2 separate regions of the Rattus norvegicus genome follow, and region 2 is linked to region 1. A link is a contact called in public Hi-C data. All regions are on one chromosome and are shown on one strand. Each heading gives the region's core, a stretch centred on a gene start, on an enhancer-like site or on the middle of the called end of the contact. The rest is flanking DNA. Distances are from core to core; before and after follow the strand shown. Region 1 has its middle 450 kb from the start of Mpdz. Region 2 holds the start of Nfib (nuclear factor I/B).

Region 1 (2,949 bases), core at 133-2,632:
ATTATGTTTGTTTTCCTAATGTGATCAGAGCCAAGGAAAAGCAAGGCACAACCCAGAGACCTGTCAACAGCAGCCATTTATCCGGGGTTGGCTTTCTTGCCCCGTACTCCATAATACACCTAGATTAAAAATCCCTTGCAGTGAACAACAAGAATACTGTTTGTATCTGTTTCATTGTTACATGTACCTTTGTGCTATCTTATTTATTCTGGAACACTACTCTCCTCAGCTCTCCATTTATTTCTTATAATGGGAGTGCATTTGCTTATAACTCTCTTCTATTAAAGAACTCTAGATATCAGCATTATCACTCTTAAAATATGTGCTAATCATAAATAATTCAACTTCCTGAAGCATGGTTTCCTCATCTATATGATAAATATAATGCCTCGTAACAATTTAATGACAATTAAACATAAAAACTATGAGGGAACATGATGGGGAAGGAGTCGGTAGTACAAGAATTTTTTTCTCCCATTTCACTATTTACTGCACCCCATTCAGCTGTATGAATTACACTGCATCAAATTCAATCTAATTTCCAAGGTTTCAAGACACCTGTCTAGAGAGTGAAAATGAATGCAGCCATCCAGGTGTTTGGCCTCGGTGATGACAGACATCAAACACTTTCCGAGCCATCTGGGTGTCTAGCATGCGTGTTCCTTACACTTGTATCCCAATCTTTGTAGCTGAGGCCAGAGAGGAAAATATCATTGGAGTTTTCTAAAATTGTATATTAGCAAGTTTTTAGAAGTGTGAATATAATTTGTTTTCTTTTAAATGGTTTCTATTTAAGTAACTTTCAGAAAGCAAAGGCTATTTAATTTTAATATTATTTTCTGAAATCTAGACACCTTACAAAGATCAGGAAATGGCTGTGTGTTACAAACCCTCATCTTTTTTTTTACTCACGAAAATTAAGAACAAGAGAATCCTAGTGATATTGTAAGGCTTGAGAATTAAGTAGTTAACATCACTGAGACACGGAGGAAGACTTTTGACCTTCAGCCATAAACTACTACTTCAGACACTGATCAAATTCTTTGCATCTAAATTGCATATGGCTAGAGCTATGTGAGAACAAGCCCCCATATACTGTGTACAGAAAACCACATAGAATAATTCTATCTTTCTTCCTGATCCTGACCTTTATGTTACTCTCTGACATGATGTCTTCCCAGACATTTTTTTTTAAATTTGTTTGGAAGCCAGAGAGAATAAACAGTATTTCCTTGCACCCAGTCACACGTGCGTCCAGTCACTGTAATCCAGCATGTGCCCTCCAGTTCATTGCTTAAATAGACGCTGCATTAAGATCTGGTGTCCTGTGAACAGCTGATGCAATTTTCCTCAGTCACAGGGATGAATCTTGGATAACATTTCTGGCTCTGAGAAATCCCCAAGTCACAGAGAGACAATCGATTTGGTTGACCCAGCACTTTGCACTCCCGTTACAGCATGTTCCACAGCAGTGTCTCTGGGGATAACGTGAGTTTTTAACAGTGCCGAAAGCCACCCTGTAATCATCCTGTGTGGATTTCACTAGCATTCCAAGGCATCCCAAACAATTCCAAGAAGACTTTGGGGGACCTAGGGAGGTTTTCTAAACATTTTCTTTCTGCTTGAAAACACTGAAGATAAACAGCTCCTCACAACTACCATAACAACAGAGTTATTTGATCACAAATACAAGCCATCAACTGTCATTGTACCTCAAGACAACTGAATGGCCCACAGACGTCATTCCTGAAAAACTCTCAAAAGAAGTTGTTTTTCATATCTTTACATTAAAGATGGGAAGTTGGAAGACTGTAATTTGCTTCAACATTCTGTATTCTGATTAATTCATCATTTAAAAGCAGAAATAAGTAGCAGGAGGGGAAGAAAGAACATTCCTGCTAAGTGGATTTGTTGGTAATATGACCAGCTGCAAAGTGGGGTGGAAGAGAGAAGCTGCCAACAGGCAGTGTCTACAATAGCTGATTGTCTTGGAGTCCGTTACTGGTGGGATCTTCAGTCATTAAGACTGGAACATGACAACCAGCCTTGGCTTAGGGGCAAGAACTCTAAATTTGTAGTCAAACAAGTATCCCCAAGCCAGTTGGAACAGCCTGTGAGAACCAAATACTACATTTTTCTGGAATTGTGAAACCATTAATGTTACCTTGGTGGCTTAAAATTGGCTGTAGCAGCAGTATTCATACTGTGGTTGGGAACTTATGACAGAAACCAGGACTTTCATTGCTTGAAGAGATTGTTGCTGAGCCTTCATTAGAGTCTCATCAAACCAATCAAACTTAACTTTTGAAAAGTCTAGCATGCACCACTTGTGACACAGGGAAATGACAAAGCAGCAATGATCTTAGGCAGAGCCATAGTCTTTGAGTAAGGAATGGTAATGGTATACAAGTGTAATACTCTTATCAGGATTCAATCAGGTGTTCTTCATAACCAACATTTAATATTCATTTGAATATATTATTCACTTAATAAATATTAATAGAGCATATTTTCCCTTTTGGCTTGGAGCTGCTGCTAGTGTTGGAAACACAAGGATGAGTAGATTGGCACAGACCTCAGAGACATCAAATCCTGATTATAAGATAATATTGACAACTTTGGTGTGAAATATAAATGCTCAAGGTTAGAATAGAGAGGGAAATGGGCCACTGCTGCCAATATTTGTAGTAGTCTATTCTCTAGAAGAGAGTTTATAGATCTGTTTCTAGACATGCTTAGCACTAGATCTCTTGGATTTAGAACCAGCATCTAAGACTTCTGTAGAAATACATGTAAAGCAGAGAAACTCGTTAGAATTGGAAAAGTATCCATTTGTAAGTTTATTATGAGAGTAGAGCTCTCTATCCCCAAAATAAATCTTCACTGCCTAACCTTATGCCTTTCCCACTGATTCCTGTGGGTCTAAAAGTTAAGTTATAGTCTATTGGA
Region 2 (3,226 bases), core at 15-2,514, 600 kb before region 1:
TTGGGGAAGGAAAAAGTCACTGGTTCTTTCAGGTCCGCTGGGGGAGGGCACGGTGGTCAGGAGTGCGAGGACTGGAGAAAGTTGAGGGGGGAAAGTCCGGGGCGCAGGGTGGGAGCGGGAGGCCGCGGGGGGCCTGGAAACGCTCGGCGGCCCCAAGCTAGGGCGACACGGAGCCCCGGGCGCTCACTTTTCTTTCTCCATTGTCTGGGCAGCCTTTGATTCCTCCATTTCCCCACCCACCCCTAGCGGAAACCCGGAATTTGGGGGGCGGTGTGTGTGGGAGAGAGTGCCCGCGCGAATAGGGGTGCGGGCCGGCCGCCTCCCAGGTCCCGGGAATCAAGTTCATTCACTCGGCGGGGGGCGGGGCGGGGCGCTGGCGGGAGCGGCCGGGGAAGAACCGCAGCCGCACACGCACCCCGCGCGCTCCCGCCCCGCAGCCTCGGGCGCGCCGCGGCCCCGCCCTGCCTTGCACCCCCGCGGGAAGGGAGCCGCTTTCCGCCGGCGCCCCGGGCCCTGGGGGTGGGGATTGGGACGCGGCCAGCGCGGCAGGAGGAGGAGAGGAGGGGCGAGCGGTGGTGGTGGCGGGGCCTTCCCGCTCCGAGCGCGGCCACGTGCACCGGGCGCCGGGGGAGGGCGAGCGGCGGCGGCGAGGCTCGGGGGACCCCAGGGACCCCGGCGCCCCTCTCCGCTCGCCACTGAGGGCTCCGGGCTGGGCTGCCCGCCGCGCCCTCGGCTTCGCCCCGGTTCGCTCCAACTCCAGGAGGCCAAGTTCACTGTGGCCCCAGCCTCCGCCCTCTCACTCCCTCCAGCCGCCTGGGGTGCTAGAGTCGGCGCCCTAGCCCCAGCTCCGGGCGGCCTGGGTGTGAGGGAATTTTCCATTCGTTTCTTTCTTGGGCCCAGGCCGGTTCAGGGCTTCTCCACTTAGGATGTTCTTGAGGCTTGAGCGTCTGCAGCGAGCAGTGAAATAACCTCTCCCTGGGCGGGTTTTCGGGGGTGCAAGTAGAGTGGCAGAGAGAAGAGCTATTTCTGAAAAAAAAAAAAAAAAGTCCCAGTACTGTGGCACCGGTCTGATACCTTTAACAAATGAGGGGGAGAGACGCGAGGGCTGGGGGAGGCGCGCGGGAGGAGGAGGAAGGTGGGGGGCGGGGGGTGTGGAGAGGCTGGTGCAAAAGGAACGCGCGTTTGCTGGAGGAGGAGGAGTAAAGCGGTGATTGTGTAATTAAATAATAAAACAATCCTTAAGTCTGATTTGGAGAGAGCTCGAGCGGGGTCCAGAGGGTGGAACCGGTGAATCTTTCAACTTGCAAGTTTTTCAAGGAAAGAAAGCGAGAGAGGGAGGGGGAAAGCGCCCAGAACAGAAAAGAGGAGTTTGCAGCCAAGCGGGATCGATCGTTTGGGATTTTTTTCAGGAGGTCCTTCCGATCCCTTCCGTGGGCTGTGGGCATCGGCACCGGCAGCGGAGTCCACGCTCGGCGGGTCAGACGCGGGGCGAGGCGGGCGGGCGGCGGTGTGGCGGGGCAGGAGCGCAGCAAAGGCTTTTCCGCCCGGGAGCTCCGCGCCTGCGCCCCCTCCCTCACCCCGGCCTCTCCCTGCTCCCCCCTCCCCACCCCCACCCGGCCCTCTCCGGCGCGCGCCCCGCCACCCGCGCGCACTCGCTTGCGCTCCCCCTCGCGCACACACATGGTCGGCTCGCGGCAAAGTTTCGCCTGCGTTCGCCACTCCCGGATCCTGCTGCAGTATTGGCGGCGGTAACCTTGAACTTTCCCAGCGCGGTGACACATTCTCCTCGCTTTCCCCACCGCCCGGCCTCCTGCGCCCCCCTCCCCGCCTTTTTTTAAAAAAAGCATTTCACCACCCACCACCACCCCAATCCAACACACGCCGAACTCTCGCGCACCCCAAGCCCCCAACAACAACAACAACAACAACAACAACAACAACAACAACAACTGCAAAACAGAAAACAAATCCCCTAAACCGGGCGACCAGCAGCCTGCACCGGCGGCGGCCTCGGAGAGCTCGGCCGGCGCGCGCGGACCGCAAGAGGGTTAAAAGTGTAGATTGGATTTCACCCCGGGAAATCTAGCTCGCCGAGTGAACTTGAATCTTTGGCTATTTAAGGAGGACTGGGTTTGTTGCGAAGTTGCGGTGATCCGGCGCAGAGCCCCGTCCTGATTGATCGCACCGCTGGGCTCAGATGACTGTAAAATGAATAGATGAAATCCTTGCTTCTCGAAGATTTTCTTGGGCATCTCCGGGAAAGTGCGTTTTAAGGCGAAGTCATGATGTATTCTCCCATCTGTCTCACTCAGGTACTTATCTTGGTCGCTTTCTCGAGCTTTCTCTGGCCCCAGACGCCTTTGTTGTATCTTGCTCTTGTGCTGCAGACCCTCTAAGGCTTTGCCTAACCTTGGCACACCCTAGTCTTCCCGAGAAGTAGTGAGGAGTTGCGGTGGGCTGTGCGGGCGGCGTGGGACCACGGCTACCTTATACGCCCATCCCAGCGCCCAAGCGGGGAGATCCGGCAACGGGCGGGTGAGGTTGCTAGGGTGGGCCGGGCCGAGACCTGTGGCCGTGAGCCCCGCAGGAGCCTGCGGCGACCGCGGCGGCGGTGGCTGTGGCAGCACCCTTACTCCCTGGCCGGTGCGCGTGGGGCGGACTCCGGCTTGGGAGCAGCTGTAGAGGGACTCTTGGGCAAGGGGCTGAGAGCTTGGCTTGAGCGCCTTTGGACTCCGCTGCCCGCAGTGGGCGGGTGACAAGACCAGTCTAGGTGGTGGTCCAGAGGACCTATTACTTTGCGTATTTGGGGACCTAAAACCCTGTTCTACAGTGACCCACACTTTGTAGAGACCTCACTTTATTATATATTTATGCTGACAAGAGTTGGGTTGTTTGTGGTGCATTTTTAGGACTTTTAGGACACGTTTGTTTTAAAAGTGGGACTTGTTCATTTGATGATATTTGAACATAGCTCGCAAGGCATAAAGAAGTATCGGAAAAGTGAGGTCTTTTTAAAAAAAAAAACAACTTGGAAATTTGCCTTAAGGAACAATGTTAAGAGGTGAAACACGCTTTTTATACCAAAAACCTAAACCAGCTTCTATCCCTTCAGTCAGTTGGTAAAATGAAAAAGTGGTCAGATTGAGGGAGCGACTTACCTGGCCGCACTTTCCTCCTTTCATGGGTGCCGGATGAACTCACCAACTGATGATAGCTTAACTAGCTT

What was found. A called contact is a pair of places that touch in the nucleus more often than the background predicts.
Region 2: a contact with region 1 is called in a Hi-C map of psoas muscle, with 3 times the contacts expected there. The contact joins the promoter of Nfib here to the enhancer-like site in region 1. A contact is called at or near these places in 1 of 12 Hi-C or Micro-C datasets (psoas muscle) and 1 of 1 datasets of contacts at active chromatin or transcription factors (oligodendrocytes).

The regions. Positions count from the first base shown.
Region 1 is chr5:101,416,009-101,418,957 of GRCr8, reverse strand. No RefSeq gene overlaps it. Among named protein-coding and RNA genes, the nearest start is that of Mpdz, 450 kb to the right of the region's middle. Within about 2 kb of position 1,382, at least 3 of the 93 cell types and tissues checked have an H3K27ac peak or open chromatin away from gene starts, as enhancers often do.
Region 2 is chr5:102,017,983-102,021,208 of GRCr8, reverse strand. Nfib (nuclear factor I/B) reads left to right here and starts at 1,264. Exons shown (of 12, transcript NM_001398938.1): 1 at 1,264-2,312. The coding sequence starts at 2,283.